5 separate regions of the Mus musculus genome follow, and regions 1, 2, 3 and 5 are each linked to region 4. Evidence: chromatin contacts called from public HiCAR-type and HiChIP or PLAC-seq data. All regions are on one chromosome and are shown on one strand. Each heading gives the region's core, a stretch centred on a gene start, on an enhancer-like site or on the middle of the called end of the contact. The rest is flanking DNA. Distances are from core to core; before and after follow the strand shown.

Region 1 (2,815 bases), core at 299-2,798, 1.1 Mb after region 4:
AAATGTGTGAAATGGACAACGGAAGTAAGATGCGAATCCCTCCATCTGCAAATAAGTTCATTCTCCCTTTCTATCCCAGAGTTTGATCATTCCCTGCTTTCAGATCTCTTTGCTTTCCATCACGTAATCTAAAAGCGCTCATGTGATTCCCAAAGAGAAAAGCTACTCAGGGAAGACGGTGATGTCGCTGAGCGGATCCAGAACACTTGGAAAACCCAGTCTGCAGCTTCTCTTCAGCCGGCAACCGGCACTCACAGATATGTGTACGATCTGTACACATATGTGTACACCACCCCATGCCTCTGAGAGGATCAGCCTGGTGAACCGCAACTGGCAGGTAATCAGGGTAGAAGGCAGTGCCCTGAGCACTGTAAGAAGCAGAGAGCCCATAGTTTATGAAAGACTTTCTCTCTTTAAGAAGTCAAAAACATGATCTACAAACTTTTAAGTTATTTATCAATTATTGAAATAAGCATTTTTTGAGGAGGCAAAAAAAAATCTATCAAATGAAAATACAGTATTCAAATTATATGGAAGCTGTTAAAAGAAAACCTACCCAGGCTGCACACGTGTCCGCTGTCCCTGTGGGTCTACCTGCAGGCCCGCTCAGGAACCAGAGAGATGAAGGGCAAGGAAGATCCAAGACAGACTAGCGATTTTCAGAGAAAGAGACCAAATCTGCTCACTGTAGAAACCCTGAGGGGTTAGGAGCCTATAGCCCGGGGATATTCCTTGGAGATTAAGCAAGACCCAGTCAAACCAGGTTCCACACAGACACACCTTTTGTTAATCTGAGTTCAAAGTCTAGCCACAAACCGAGGATCTGGGTCATCCCTATTGGATTTCTCTTGCACTAGTTAAGTTTCACTGTTCTTTCTTTGAAAAGAAAAGCATGCTAAAGTAGCGGGAGATGAAGGCTGAAGGGAAGCGGTCCACGATTTAGGGAGAGGCCCCGGGCGCAAAGCCCTGACCCGAGCTGGCCGCCCTTTCAGGAGCAGACATAGGCACCTAGAGCGCGCCCATACCCGGGATCAGGCTGCCCGGGAGCACTGGAGCCAAGTTCTGGGAGCCCTAAACTCCAAAGTCACCCGCCCTCGGTGGAGATGGAGTTGCAGATGCGGTTCCCGGGCATCCCAGGGAGACCGCGGTTAGATCCATCGGGTCCACGGGCGGTCCTGGGTCGGTGCAGCCCCGCAGCGCTCAGCGGGGATCGCGGCATCTCGAGCCCCGGCAGCCGCCGCCCCTTCCTCCCGCGCGGGCTGGACCGCGGGCCTGAGCGGGGATCGCTCCCCTGGGCGCCGAGGACGCGGCCCCGACAACCCGCCCGTCTGCACCCCAACTCCGTGCACCCCGGACGCGCCCTGCATGGTGGGGCGCGGCTCCCTTACCGTGCAGCGGCTCCGGGCGGCTCCTCGGCCCCGCGGCGCGCGGGGCATTTTTTTCTGGGAAACTTCTCTCTGGGTCCGCAGGGCTGAGCCGGGGCGGGCAGGAAAAGCGCTCCGCGCCGGGAGGCTGCGACCATCCGGGAACTTCGCCGAGATGTGCGCCCTCCCCCTCGGCCCGCGTCCTCCCCCTACGGCCCCCGCCACACGCGGACGCCGAGGCAGCCGCTGGCCCTTCGCCCTTCGCCCTCGCCGCGCCCTGACTTCCGAGGCCGGCGGGACCGGAGCCTGGGCTGGGCTCTCCCCGGGGCGGAGGCCGAGGGGTCCGGACCTGCGTGCGCCCAGGAGCCGGACCTGGAAGGGATACCCAACCCAAGACGCTGTCCCTAGAAACTACCCGGGCCTCCGAGTGGGGTGCTCTCCCCCCAACACAGGGAAAGCCTTTTCCGGTCATCTCCACTCCGCTCCCGAATCAGAGGGCGCCCCCCGCTTTGAGAAACTTAAAAGTTTCCATTCACTGTAAAAACTGGCTTCTAAGATGGAGTGGCCCCACTGAAGCCCAAGGGCCACGCGCGTCCCCAATCCCCGCCCACTGGGAGCGCACAGCTCTTCCCAGGGTAAGGTGCCTATCGGTTGGGATTCTTGGAATCTTTTTTTTTTTTTTTTCCACCGACTTCTGCAAACATAGAAAGATCAAGAGCCGAGCGAGTATAAGGAGAAACCCGAGGCCCTTTCACATGGCTCTTGCCAGTTCTCAAAAACACCACTATCAGGCCTTAAAGGCAAGTTAACACTGGGATGACACATTAGAACATATACATTTGAAAGACAAAGACAGTTATGGTCAGTATAACTACTGGACCGGATAGTAAAGCTACCGAGACGACGTAGCTCTCTGGGTAAAGGCAGGGAAGCTTTGAAAGATGCACCTCAGAATGTGGCATCTAGAATGCCTCGGCTTCAGGCTTTCTGTGCTGAGTTGTCCCTATGTGTGCAGTCTCTGTGACATGCTTCTGGCGGATACGATAATCCTGGAAAGACAGCGACAGGGCCACCTCTCCTAAACTCTTATTAGCGTTTTTTTTTGTTTTTTTTTTTGTTTGTTTGTTTGTTTTTTTTTTTTTTTTGGTAGGAGTCTCTAAATGCACTCTTTCCTTTTTGTTTTGTTTTTGTTATTTTTAGGTCTCACCATGAATTCCAGGATGGTTACAAACTCCCACTGTTAACTGTATTCGTCTAAGGTCTATGCTATATTTGCCTTTTATGTATGTATTTATTTAATGTGTACAAGTGGTTTGCCTGCAAATATATCTATCTGTATCATGTGCTTGCCTGGTGCCACAGAGGCCATAAGAAGGTGTGGGATGCCCTGATAATGGAATTACAGACGGTTGGGAGCTACCACGTAGATGCTGGGAATCTAAGTGTCCTCT
Region 2 (2,754 bases), core at 122-2,621, 1.1 Mb after region 4:
GCCCTTTGCATTGCTATCTCTGGTCTAGCCTTCAGAAGTGACTGTGACATCATCTCCGACGACTCCTCTGGGCTCCTTGGCACCCTTGATATGCCAACTTCTGAGGAGAGCCTCTCTGCTAGAACTCTTTCTAGATCTGTACCCCAACCCCCCTGACCCCCTGAGTTCCTCAAGTATAAGGATTTTGTTGTTGTTGTCTTGTTTTTCCATTTCTGAGTCCTTCATTTGCATATTTGCTACTTCTTGAGGCCTTGTACAAAGCACCTATCTCAGGGCTTTACTGCTGTGAACAAACATCATGACCAAGGCGACTCTTACAAGGACAACATTTAATTGGGACTGGCTTACAGGTTCAGAGGTTCGGTCCATTATCATCAAGGTGGGAACATGGCAGCATCCAGGCAGGCACGACAGGCAGAACTGAGAGTTCTACATCTTCATCTGAAGGCTGCTAGGAGAATACTGACCTCCAGGCAGCTAGGATGAGGGTCTTAGAGCCCACAGTGACATACCTACTCCAACAAGGCCACACCTTCTAATAGTGCCACTCCCTGGGCCGAGCATATGCAAACCATCACAGAATCCTTTCTGGAAAGCAAGCTTGAAAAACAGAGAAGAATGCAGATGCCATAAAGATAGGAGGACATGCACATAGTGACGCACCAAGGAGGTTGAGGCCAGACAATCAAAAGTTTGAGACCAGTCTGAGCTAGATTCAGTGGAAGATGAGGAGATGGTGGTCCTAGCATCAGGATGGAAGAGCTGAGAAATAGAAGGCTGGGGACAGCAGATGTTGACATAGTTCAACAGTGTCACAGTTCAACTGAAGGCTCACGTTGGGTTGTGGACTTGTTCCTGGTGTGCCCTATGACTGGGAGATGCACCCTGGCTGCAGAAACTTCAGGCCTTATGGAAGGCATGCTGCTTCCGGGTTGGAAGCATGGAACAGACTCTGGGGAAGGAGATGGCTATGCCAGGCAGGGCAGCCTCTGCAGTGATAGCAGATTGGTTACGGACTCCCTCTGATCCGACTGGCACTACCAGCTTGGGAAACAGTTTCTTGTGGGATTCATGTCCCTGTGGTTAATGGGGAAAGAGATGAAATAGGTTTTGACTGATGAGAGACAGATCCAAGCCTTTTGTTAGGGGTTGGATGTCAACTGTGCCCCACAGGCTTCTGTTCTGAGTGGCTATTCTCAAACTGGTGGCACTGCTTTTGGGGCTGTGGATCCTGGAAGGGGTGGGGCTTGATGGGTGGTAGTGACTCAGTGGGGGTGGGCCTTTGAAGGTTATTAGCCAGGTCCCTAGCCTCTGCTGCTGCCTGTTTCCTGGTGGGCAGGCATGCAACTGAATCTGCCTCATGGTCTGTCGTGCCCATCCCCCAACTAGACACATGAACACCATATGGGCAGCTTGTTAAGACTGCAGTTGTGGGCCCTGCCTATACTCACTGGGCCTGGGCCTGTACCTTAAAAGATTCCTAAGTAAGTTCAAGTTGAAGAATTATGGAGAGGGCCTGGAGATCACCGATAATCACTAATGACAGCATATTGTATTAGAGAAGTGTTAACAGGGATTAAGGGTTTCAACATGCACACACACACACACTAATAAGTATATCAGACATGCACATGTTAAATAAGTTGGCAATTCATATATTGTACATCAGAAATATGTATAATTTTTACTTGTCAATTAAAAGTGAATTTTTAAAAAATGCTAGAACTAGAGAGGTGGTCAGCAGTCAAGAGCTCTTACAGAGGACCTGGGTTCAGTTCCTAGTACCCACAGGACAGCTCACAGCCATGAGGGACACCAGTCCCAGGGTGTCTGATACTCTCTTCCAGCCTCCATACAGGACACAGATGTACACACAGGCAAACACACATAGGCATAAAATAAAAGGGAGAAAAATAATGATAAAGAAGCCAGAGACATCTCCTCTTCTCCTCTGGCTCTTACTCCCTTACCCTCTTCCTCCCTTTTCCCCATTTCCCGCTCCCCCCACCCACCCTGCCACGTGCTCATGGCCGACCTCCTCCACTCCTCCTCCTCCTCCTCCTCTTCCTCTTTCTGTCTCTTTGTCTGTCTCCCTCTCTGTCTTTCTCTGTCTCTAGTACCCTCTCAAATCGCCCCTGCATGTCCTAAATCAACTCTGTTCCATATTAGAAGAAGGAAGAGGAGGAGAAGGAGGAGGAGGAAGACGACGAGGAGGACGAGGACGGGGAGAAGAAGAAGAAGAAGAAGAAGAAGAAGAAGAAGAAGAAGAAGAAGAAGAAGAAGAAGAAGCCGCCTGAGATGTTTGCCAGTAACTGATTTTGTCACTTTGGACAAGTCACTTATGACCTGTGTTTATGCTGTGGTCCATAAAACCCTTCCTTCACAGGATGACAGGATTGCAGTGCCTAAATGATAATAATGTATCATCCCCCGGGGCCCTGGCTCAGCACCCGCTGCAGTAAGGAGCAATATGCAACCTGGATAGCCTCCTCATTGCTCAGAGTATCAGTTTCCACCCCGTTAAAATCAGAGCAATGGGTATCCTAGCCCACAGGGATGTCGACGTGTAGAGGGAGGATGTGTGCACCAGGGTCCAGCCAAGCTGGTGTTGAAAGCTCATTTTAGCCTTATTGGTGGGCGTGTGTTGACCTGAGACCATGGTGTGAACTCAGGTCTGCCTCTGCGCTGCTAGGAGCACCTGCTTCTTACTGCTTGTCCAACAAGAACGTGGCTTCTGGGAGCTGAACCATGAGT
Region 3 (2,700 bases), core at 189-2,688, 1.3 Mb before region 4:
TGATGAATGGCTACTCATAACAATTTTCAAGTGACTAAACAAAAACTATTTGGAAAGAAGGAAACAAAGTCTGCATAACTAAACGCTCTTTGAAATTTTAAAGCTTCAAATTTGAGATCAATATTAAACTTAAACAATGTTCTTCCTGTCAGTTTTCTAGAAGATAAGAAAGTAATGCTTTGGTATTACCTTTAATATTTAGCAAATAACGCTTTAATACTTGGCAAATAATGCTTCAGATTATTCAAATAAATTCTTCAAGCCACATGCATCAGCCCATGCACTTCTGGTAAATTCTTATTTCAATTATTTTCTTTATATTAAAAATCTAACCAGATCCAATAGTATAAAATGCTTTCTTACCAAACACACTTTTTGGAGGAAACTATTCTGTTATAAAATACTAGAAATTATTTTTATGCTAATTATTTTTTTGTTTTGTTTTGTTTTGTTTTGTTTTTAGAGACAGGGTTTCTCTGTATAGCCCTGGTTGTCCTGGAACTCACTTTGTAGACCAGGCTGGCCTTGAACTAAGAAATCCGCCTGCCTCTGCCACTGTCTCCGGAGTGCTGGGATTAAAGGCGTGCGCCACCATGCCCTGCTTAAATTAATATATTTTTATTTAAAGATTTATTTATTTTATTTATACAAGAACACTGTAGCTATCTTCAGACACACCAGAAGAGGGCATCAGATCTCATTACAGATGGTTGTGAGTCACCAATGTGGTCGCTGGGAATTGAACTCAGGACCTCTGGAAGAGCAGCCAGTGCTCTTAACAGTTGAGCCATCTCTCCAGCCCCAATATATGTTTATTTTTGATCTTGTGTCACATGCTACAAGAATCCTCAATAATCCATGGCCCCTGCAAATCAATCTACGAGCACATGCCTATAAATAAACTTCTTAAAATGCCCTTTTCTCAGGTTCATTATGGAAAAACAGGACTTAAGATTTTGTTAATGTTGGGCCACAGACCTTAAGCAGCACATGCTGCATTGTAATCATTGTTCCACGGAAGAAAACACCTTCAATACAAACTCTGGAATGTTCTCATTAGCATTTTAAGGGCAGAAAGATGGCCTTGGTGCTGGGGACAGGAAAGCTAAGACTGACTACATATCCCAGCATTCCTTGCCTCTAGTGGGACCACAACTCCCACAGAGCTTCGCTCGCCCAGGCAGGGCGCCTGGTTGCCGGGACTTGAAGTTCTCTGGAGGTATTGAGGGCTCCGCCCCAGGATGTGAGGTGTGGTTGTCCAGCTTTTGCCAAAGCGGAAACGCTTCGGGCCCCGGGCCGGTGTATCTGTTTCAACCGGGAGATTCTGTTTTACAAAAGGTAAGTCACGGAGAGGCCGCCCCTCTGCGCTGGGCGGCAAAGACTCTGATTCTGTGTGAGACCGCGTCTCGGCGCAGCCATTTGTCCCTCGGCTCTCGCCGTAGCGGCCGCCGCCCATCCCTCTTTGTGTGCTTGGGACGCCGCGGATCTGCGGCGGCGACAGTTGGAGAGGGACGTTCCCGGGAAGTTACCGGCCAGAGAAAGCGATCTCCACTCCGCCACCTGACAGGTCGGTCGGCCGCGCTTCCTTCAAGTCCCTTTTGCCTCTGATGGCCGCTTTGGAGCTCGTAGGGCCGCCCGGCCGATATTCTGACAGCGCCGGCCCGGGTGACTCAAAGCGGCCTGGGGAGGCCACCAGGGCCCTTGGCAACCCTTCGGGACCCTCCGCAGGCGGCCTGGACCCTCGGGATTTGTCCTGCACCCGTCTGGTGGACCTCGGACACACCCCAGCCCGGACCGCACCCTCTTGGCCTTAAGCCTAGGGAGAAAGTAATTCCTTAAGCTTTGCTTGGTTTTTATTAATAAAGATCACTACTACTTGGGTCAGTAGCAATGACCAGGCACCTAGCGTGTGTGTTGGAGGTCTCTGAACACTGTGATTGTAAACATCATTCTAGACACTTTCCTTTTTCCGGAGTTTTAAGAAAATGAACCTGTCAGTCACGGAGCAGAGGCCCTGACCTGTCTGATAATGAGGGAGCTAACTGATCGCCCGTGCTTCAGCGGGACAAAATAGTTAGAGTTGAAGGAAGAAGTATTTCTTCAAACTAGATTCCAGGCAGTATTGGTATATTGTTGACAATTGGTCCTAAACAGAAAATAATATGTATTATTTATCATACATAATACAAAAAAAAATCATACAGAGTGATGTGTATGGAAACTTTCTTCAACAGCCCTTACAGTATGAAGCTTTTTAGAGACCTGAAAAGAGTGGGTGAAGAAACACGAGCTTTGCTTTGCGAGTTTGTTCAAATGACTTGGTTGGGAGTATATATAAGAGTGTATATTCTAGCTGCATATGTATCAAAAGATGGCCTAGTCGGCCATCACTGGAAAGAGAGGCCCATTGGATACGCAAACATTGTATGCCCCAGTACAGGGGAACGCCAGGGCCAAAAAGGGGGAGTGGGTGGGTAGGGGAGTGGGGGTGGGTGGGTATGGGGGACTTTTGGTATAGCATTGGAAATGTAAATGAGCTAAATACCTAATAAAAAATGGAAAAAAAAGTGTATATTAAAGGGATTTCCTGTTACTTGCTCACTAGTTTTTGCCCACTGTCCTGTCTTTCTGAAGTACGCTACCAAGAATTCTCCCTTTTTCATTTACATAGAAGAATGTTTTTCATTTTCATAGATGAAT
Region 4 (2,700 bases), core at 18-2,517:
ACAATTTTAGGTCTCCATCCACATACTTATTCATCCAACAAGTGTTGGTTGAACTCCTGGCTGCTACCAGGAATTTTGCCAAACAAATCAATTAGCTGCTTCTCTTGATGCCTAAGTTGGAGACTGGAGTTCTTTGTCTCTAGCACAGAGGGAGGGTGACCCCTGGGCAGCTCCTTCCAATCCATTGTCTTCCTCGGTTATTTATGTCTTTATGGTCAGTACCTAGAGAGGTGTGTGTGTGTGTGTGTGTGTGTGTGTGTGTGTGTTGCGCATGCTCTCTTCACAGAAAAGGACTGTGGCAACATCAATACTAAGAGAAAAGTTTTGAAATAAGGGGGAATGCTTACACTTCAAGAAATGTTTTAAATCTATGATTATAATTAAAGCTCTTTTAAAAAGCACCCAAGGTTTTTCGGTCGTTGCTGTTTGGGTTTTTTTTTTTCCCCCTGTGTTTTACTCTTTAAAAACAGGGGAGCCTCGTTTCATCCCTGTGCCGGTCTTAGTGAGAAGGGCTATAAGAAAGAAAGAAAGAAAGAAAGAAAGAAAGAAAGAAAGAAAGAAAGAAAGAAAGAAAGAAAGATCTTCTAACTAGCTCTGGTTGTTCCCAATTTTGCCTGGAGAAAAATGGACAATCCACAGTGTAATCGCCTGCAGCTTTTATCTCCGAAAGATAAAGCTCTAAAGACTTTTACCCTTCGGAGAGGCTTTACTCAACTGAAGGGCTATTTTTAAACCCACGCCGGAATCTTTCTTGAAGCAACAGGACTTAACTGGTCTATTGACTACATATAGATAGTGGTGTGGTTGCTAGATAAGAGGTGCTATGCTCTCAGATATTTGTGGGTGGTATCCCCGTTCTGTTCTTTAACATTTTTAAGAGATTAAACTACAGCGAAAGTGTGAACGCAGTAAGAGGCTCTACCAGCCTTACAATCTCCCGTTTTGTATGCAAATCAGACGGCCAGTCTCAGGACCTCGGCAGCCACTTTCGCGCCACTTCCCAGGACCGCGCAGCTTCATAAAAAGCCAGTGGCACTGAGTTCCCACAACGCCACTGTTTCATAGAACATTCAGCAGTTTCCGAGGACACTCAAGGTTATTACAACCACGAGAACCGCTTCTATTTTTTTCCAGAGCTGGGACGCTTCGGGTACCGCTAAAGAGGTCATCTTAGCTGGCAGGACCTGCGTCCCGGCGCGGGAAAGCCGGTGGCCCCGCCCCTCCGGCGGCGGAGTGCGCGCCCCGCCTCTGTCCCGGAGCTCGGGTTGTTCGGGCTCTGAGTGCTGGTGTGTTCCGACGAACTATCCCCGTTCCGAGTGCCTGGGTACCCGCCGCCAACATGGAGGCTCGCCGCGCGCGGGTGAGGCCCGGCCGGGTGCACCGGGGCGGGGTTGGTGGGTGCTAGACACGGGCGGGTCCGGGCCACTTCCCTCCGACTCCGCGGGTTAGCTCCGCTCACTTGTCCCACGCGCTCCTGATTGTCGCCAGGTTGAGGGAAATCACAGATCGATTTTCTTATAATCTTTGCACCCAGGATAACTCAAGGCCAAGGTGATGCGCCCGCCGGCGCGCACGGAGTTGCCAGCGTTCCCGGAACCTGCGGCACGGGCGCTCATGCTCCACGTGCGCGCGGAGGCCTGGGACTCGCCGCTGGCCATCCTGTCTGGCGGTCGTATCCCAGCCTTCCACCTTCTGGGACCTCACCCTGCACGACCCGCTGGCGGCGAGTGCGTTGTTACCTACGCGTGCACTAGTGGCCCTGGGATCGATCCTCTTTTGCTCTGCGTCCCCTTCTAACCACTCTGGATCTGCGGGTTTAGCGTAGATGGCCTTGTGAGCATTTCTTGAGAACTTGGGTTGTGCACGTGGGGGGAGGTATTGTTTTAGTCCTAGGCTGTGGTCAGATGCAATTTTGGGGCCCAGCGATGCAAGTCGTGTGCCGCGACCGTTTAGTAACCTTCCCTGCGTCCCCCAACTCCCCACCCGTCCCACCCTTTTCTTCCCGGCTTGCAGCTGCGAGCTGGAACGTAACTCTTTTTGCTCCAACGGAAGCCAGAACTTATGTCCTGCCCTGGAGTGGGTTGAAGAGTGGGGGGATGGGCGGAAAGGAAGACAGTGACGTGCTTCAAATAAATATCGGGTTCGGGGGCCCTTGTGGCGAGGTCTGAGTGGGTAGACGGAGTCGTGGTCTCATAGCGGATCTCCGCGCGTGGGGAAATGGGCTTGGAGTTTGGCTTGCCTTGGTGCATATTTGGACACCTGACTGGAGGAATCGACTTCACCTCTCCGCACTTCAGTTTTCTTACTTATTTAAGTGATGGTAACGTCGCTGCAAAGAATTAAGCGAACATCAGTACCAAATCTGCCGTCAAAGAACACTCACCGTAAACAGAATTAAGAGTTACATCTGCCAAAAAAGTTCACCCCAGGCACGACCTTTGGCTCTCCTTTTTTGTGTGTCTTTTCCATCGAAGACATACTTGCCTGGTGAATGACTGACCGTTGGCCTGTCCTGGCTTGTTAAAGATTAGCCTCTTTTCCTGATGGCTTTTGATTGACTGCCTCCCCTGAGGCTGACATGGAGTTAAATTGATTAGTAGAGTGTAGAGAATTAAAGTCATTTAAGGAGCTGTGTGCCGTTTTGGGGATTTCTTAGTTCTTTGCATTTTGTTGCACCTTATTGCCTTGGACTTCCTCTAC
Region 5 (2,700 bases), core at 42-2,541, 1.0 Mb after region 4:
TAACAATAATGGCAGAGCTAAGGGTGACATTACAGAGCACTTGAAACTGTTCTCTTTGGAGGTATATGAGGGATAGGATAGAGTCTTGCTATGAAGCCCAGACTGGGCTCAAATTTGCAATCCTCCGGTCTCAGCTTTCTGAAGACTGGAGTGCCACTACACCAGGCTCTAGAAATGCTATCAGAGGGCAGAGGGCAGACTGCAAGCTCCCCACTGACTTCCTCCCTTCCTGTATGGAGGGTAAACTATAGTTCTAACCAATAGTGTGGAGTAGAGGCATCCAGGAAACCAAAGCTGGGACACAGCCAAGACCATCCTGGGGGGGGGGGGGGGGAATGTCAAACTTTAGGCTCTGAGGCCCACAGACACTAGGACAACCTGCTACAGGATCTACAGGAGAGAAGTTGCCCAAGGTGTTTCTGACTACCTCACGCCTCATTACTAGAGTGACCAGCTAAGGTATCTGCTCTAGAATGAGGCAGGATCACAGGAATGCTAACACATCCTCTAAAGAGCTAAGGAATTCAACTGAGAAAAGCAGCCAGAAGTCTGACTTTCCTAATGGACAGCTAAGAAGTCAGAGGACTTGGACCCTGTAAACTTCTCATTTCTGAAAATGAAGTAGTTGTCAATCTTTTAAACATTGGTATGACTAGGGGTGGGAGGAAGGAATTCTGGCCACAAAATGCATGTGTTGGTTGTACAGCAGTGTGTGTATGTGTGTGTGTGTGTGTGTGCACATTTTACATTTACAATGTATGCATTTGAGTAACATTTAAATTCCATACTTAATTTTTCACAGACTGGAGCGACAGTAAAGAAGGAAGAGGGATAGAGATCTAGGAACAATCGAAATAACTTCCAGGAACTCCGATTTACTGCTCAGAAACTGGTTAGGTAGGACTGCCAAGAATCGATAGACTGCTAGATAACAGTGCTTTTGTTTAAGCATAAGTAGATCAATTTTAATTATTCAGGTTTATCGTCCCAAATGGAGAGAGCCACCTTTCAAGAATTAAAGGGATTTCCCCCAAACCAGTAAATAAGTGGTGGACCTAGGATTTGATACCAAAGCTTCTGACAGCATCCAGTGTCACTTCCTGTGCACGTGCAAACAGTCCTCTTGCTGTTCAGGCTCCGAGAGAGGAGAGCCAGAGTCCGTCCATGCACATTGCCCTGGGTTGTCTAGGAAAAAGCGTCCCACTGAAGTCAGCTTGTCCAGACAGACAGAGAGCAACTGCTTCCCTCAGAAACTGTGGGGGGATTTTTGGGGCATTACATCATGTAAAGGCTTTCCCCTTCCCACTCATTCGAAAAGACTACATGCACGGAATCTGTGAGCCCTTGGAGCAGTTAAAGGGAAGTTGAAAGGTTGACAAAGTTCTCCTGATGGTGCCCCACACAGTGGAACGTTGTTTGTGTGGTTGCAATGTAATGGAAGCTGGAATTATCAGGCTTTGGACCATCTGCTCCCAAAGTCAGAGCCCTCCCTCCCTCCCTAGCTGGCTCACTATCTGGCATGCCACAGGGCCTGACGCCATACACCAAGTTGGCTTCTTTCAACCTTACGGAACTGGATTGCAAATAACCAAGCTGTTTGTTCATCTTTATGGCTAATCAAGATAGAAGGGAAATGAGGAGTTTCTTTGTTCATAAAAAGAATGGCTAGGGACACAGAAAAGCCATGCTGCTACACAGGTCTCCTCCAGGGGGGGCCCTAGAGCTGAGAGGATGAAGGACACATGCCCCATCCCTAACCCAGATACTAGCTCCAAATGATAATGACTAGCAAATTGAAAATTAGAATTTAGTGTTCTCCAAAGGAGTCTCACTGGGGACACAAACTGTTCCTCAGGGTAGGGCATGCCCAGGAGTAAATGCCAACAGAAAGCAAGCTCAAGGGAGTCTTTGTTGGGTCACTGCCTCACAATGTTGGGTCAGGCTTTTTTCCTTGTCTTTTTCTTTTTGTTTTTTTTTTATATATGTATTTTTTTATTCTCTCTTTTTTACCTTACAGGTCTTTTGCATACATAGCATCACAGTATTATGGAATTCCCGAGAATGAGAATGTGTGTCTCTTTTTCTTGTGTCTTCCTTGGGCTTTTTTTCTTTCTTTCTTTCTTTTTTTTTTCTATTTTGTTCTATCCCAATGTGTAGATTTTTTTATTCCTATTTTATCATTATCCCATAGAAGCCTGTGTATTTGCTAATGAGAGACAGAAAGGGGGTGGATCCTGATGGGAGGGAGGTGGGGAGGAGCTAGGAGGAGCAGAGGAAGGGAGAACCATAATCAGGAGATATATATGTATATGTATATGTATGTATGTGTATATATATATATATATATATATATATATATATATACACGTGAAAAAAAAAAACAAAACTATTTTCAATAAAAGAAAAAAACCCTGAAAGATAAAATAATATTTAGAAAGTCCCTATTTTAAAAGTGAATTATGAAAACACGAGTGTTCTCAAAATGATAATTATGTAATTATTAGGAATAAAAATAATTGTTAGTCATAAAAAAAAATTCCTGTTGTCACCCAGGATGAGGTTAAGAATCACAGTAAATACAGGATTCCAGAAGCAGGCAGGACAGTTCTAAGAACCATGATGCCTGTGTTCATACGCTACTCAGTGTGTGTGTGTGTGTGTGTGTGTATGCATGTGTGTGTATGTATTGTGTATTTGTGT

Evidence for each region. HiCAR-type assays count read pairs that join an accessible place to other places. HiChIP or PLAC-seq counts read pairs in DNA pulled down with a chosen protein or histone mark.
Region 1: an H3K27ac HiChIP or PLAC-seq map of microglia shows a contact between it and region 4, with 8 times the contacts expected there. The contact joins the promoter of Wipf1 here to the promoter of Cdca7 in region 4. A contact is called at or near these places in 7 of 39 promoter capture datasets (the 3T3-L1 cell line, 3T3-L1-derived adipocytes, the C10 cell line and 3 more), 3 of 115 datasets of contacts at active chromatin or transcription factors (embryonic stem cells, large pre-B cells and microglia) and 2 of 9 other capture datasets (adipose tissue and liver).
Region 2: an H3K4me3 HiChIP or PLAC-seq map of embryonic limb bud shows a contact between it and region 4, with 5 times the contacts expected there. The contact joins the enhancer-like site here to the promoter of Cdca7 in region 4. A contact is called at or near these places in 7 of 39 promoter capture datasets (the 3T3-L1 cell line, 3T3-L1-derived adipocytes, the C10 cell line and 3 more) and 1 of 115 datasets of contacts at active chromatin or transcription factors (embryonic limb bud).
Region 3: an HNF4G HiChIP or PLAC-seq map of pancreatic cancer cells shows a contact between it and region 4. The contact joins the promoter of Dync1i2 here to the promoter of Cdca7 in region 4. A contact is called at or near these places in 1 of 39 promoter capture datasets (liver) and 1 of 115 datasets of contacts at active chromatin or transcription factors (pancreatic cancer cells).
Region 5: a HiCAR-type map of astrocytes shows a contact between it and region 4, with 2.8 times the contacts expected there. The contact joins the enhancer-like site here to the promoter of Cdca7 in region 4. A contact is called at or near these places in 2 of 39 promoter capture datasets (hippocampal neurons and pre-B cells) and 2 of 115 datasets of contacts at active chromatin or transcription factors (astrocytes and embryonic stem cells).

What each region holds. Positions count from the first base shown.
Region 1 is chr2:73,527,939-73,530,753 of GRCm38.p6, forward strand. Wipf1 (WAS/WASL interacting protein family, member 1) reads right to left here and starts at 1,549. Exons shown (of 8, transcript NM_153138.4): 1 at 1,389-1,549.
Region 2 is chr2:73,544,395-73,547,148 of GRCm38.p6, forward strand. No RefSeq gene overlaps it. Among named protein-coding and RNA genes, the nearest start is that of Gm30940, 15 kb to the right of the region's middle. Within about 2 kb of position 1,372, at least 13 of the 459 cell types and tissues checked have an H3K27ac peak or open chromatin away from gene starts, as enhancers often do. A contact at or near this core is called in embryonic limb bud, where this site is marked.
Region 3 is chr2:71,210,508-71,213,207 of GRCm38.p6, forward strand. Dync1i2 (dynein cytoplasmic 1 intermediate chain 2) reads left to right here and starts at 1,439. Exons shown (of 16, transcript NM_010064.4): 1 at 1,439-1,567.
Region 4 is chr2:72,474,952-72,477,651 of GRCm38.p6, forward strand. It overlaps Cdca7 (cell division cycle associated 7), which reads left to right and starts at 1,268. Exons shown (of 9, transcript NM_025866.3): 1 at 1,268-1,360. The coding sequence starts at 1,340.
Region 5 is chr2:73,490,435-73,493,134 of GRCm38.p6, forward strand. The region is part of intron 1 of Wipf1 (WAS/WASL interacting protein family, member 1); the gene reads right to left. Among named protein-coding and RNA genes, the nearest start is that of Wipf1, 38 kb to the right of the region's middle. Within about 2 kb of position 1,292, at least 44 of the 459 cell types and tissues checked have an H3K27ac peak or open chromatin away from gene starts, as enhancers often do. A contact at or near this core is called in astrocytes, where this site is marked.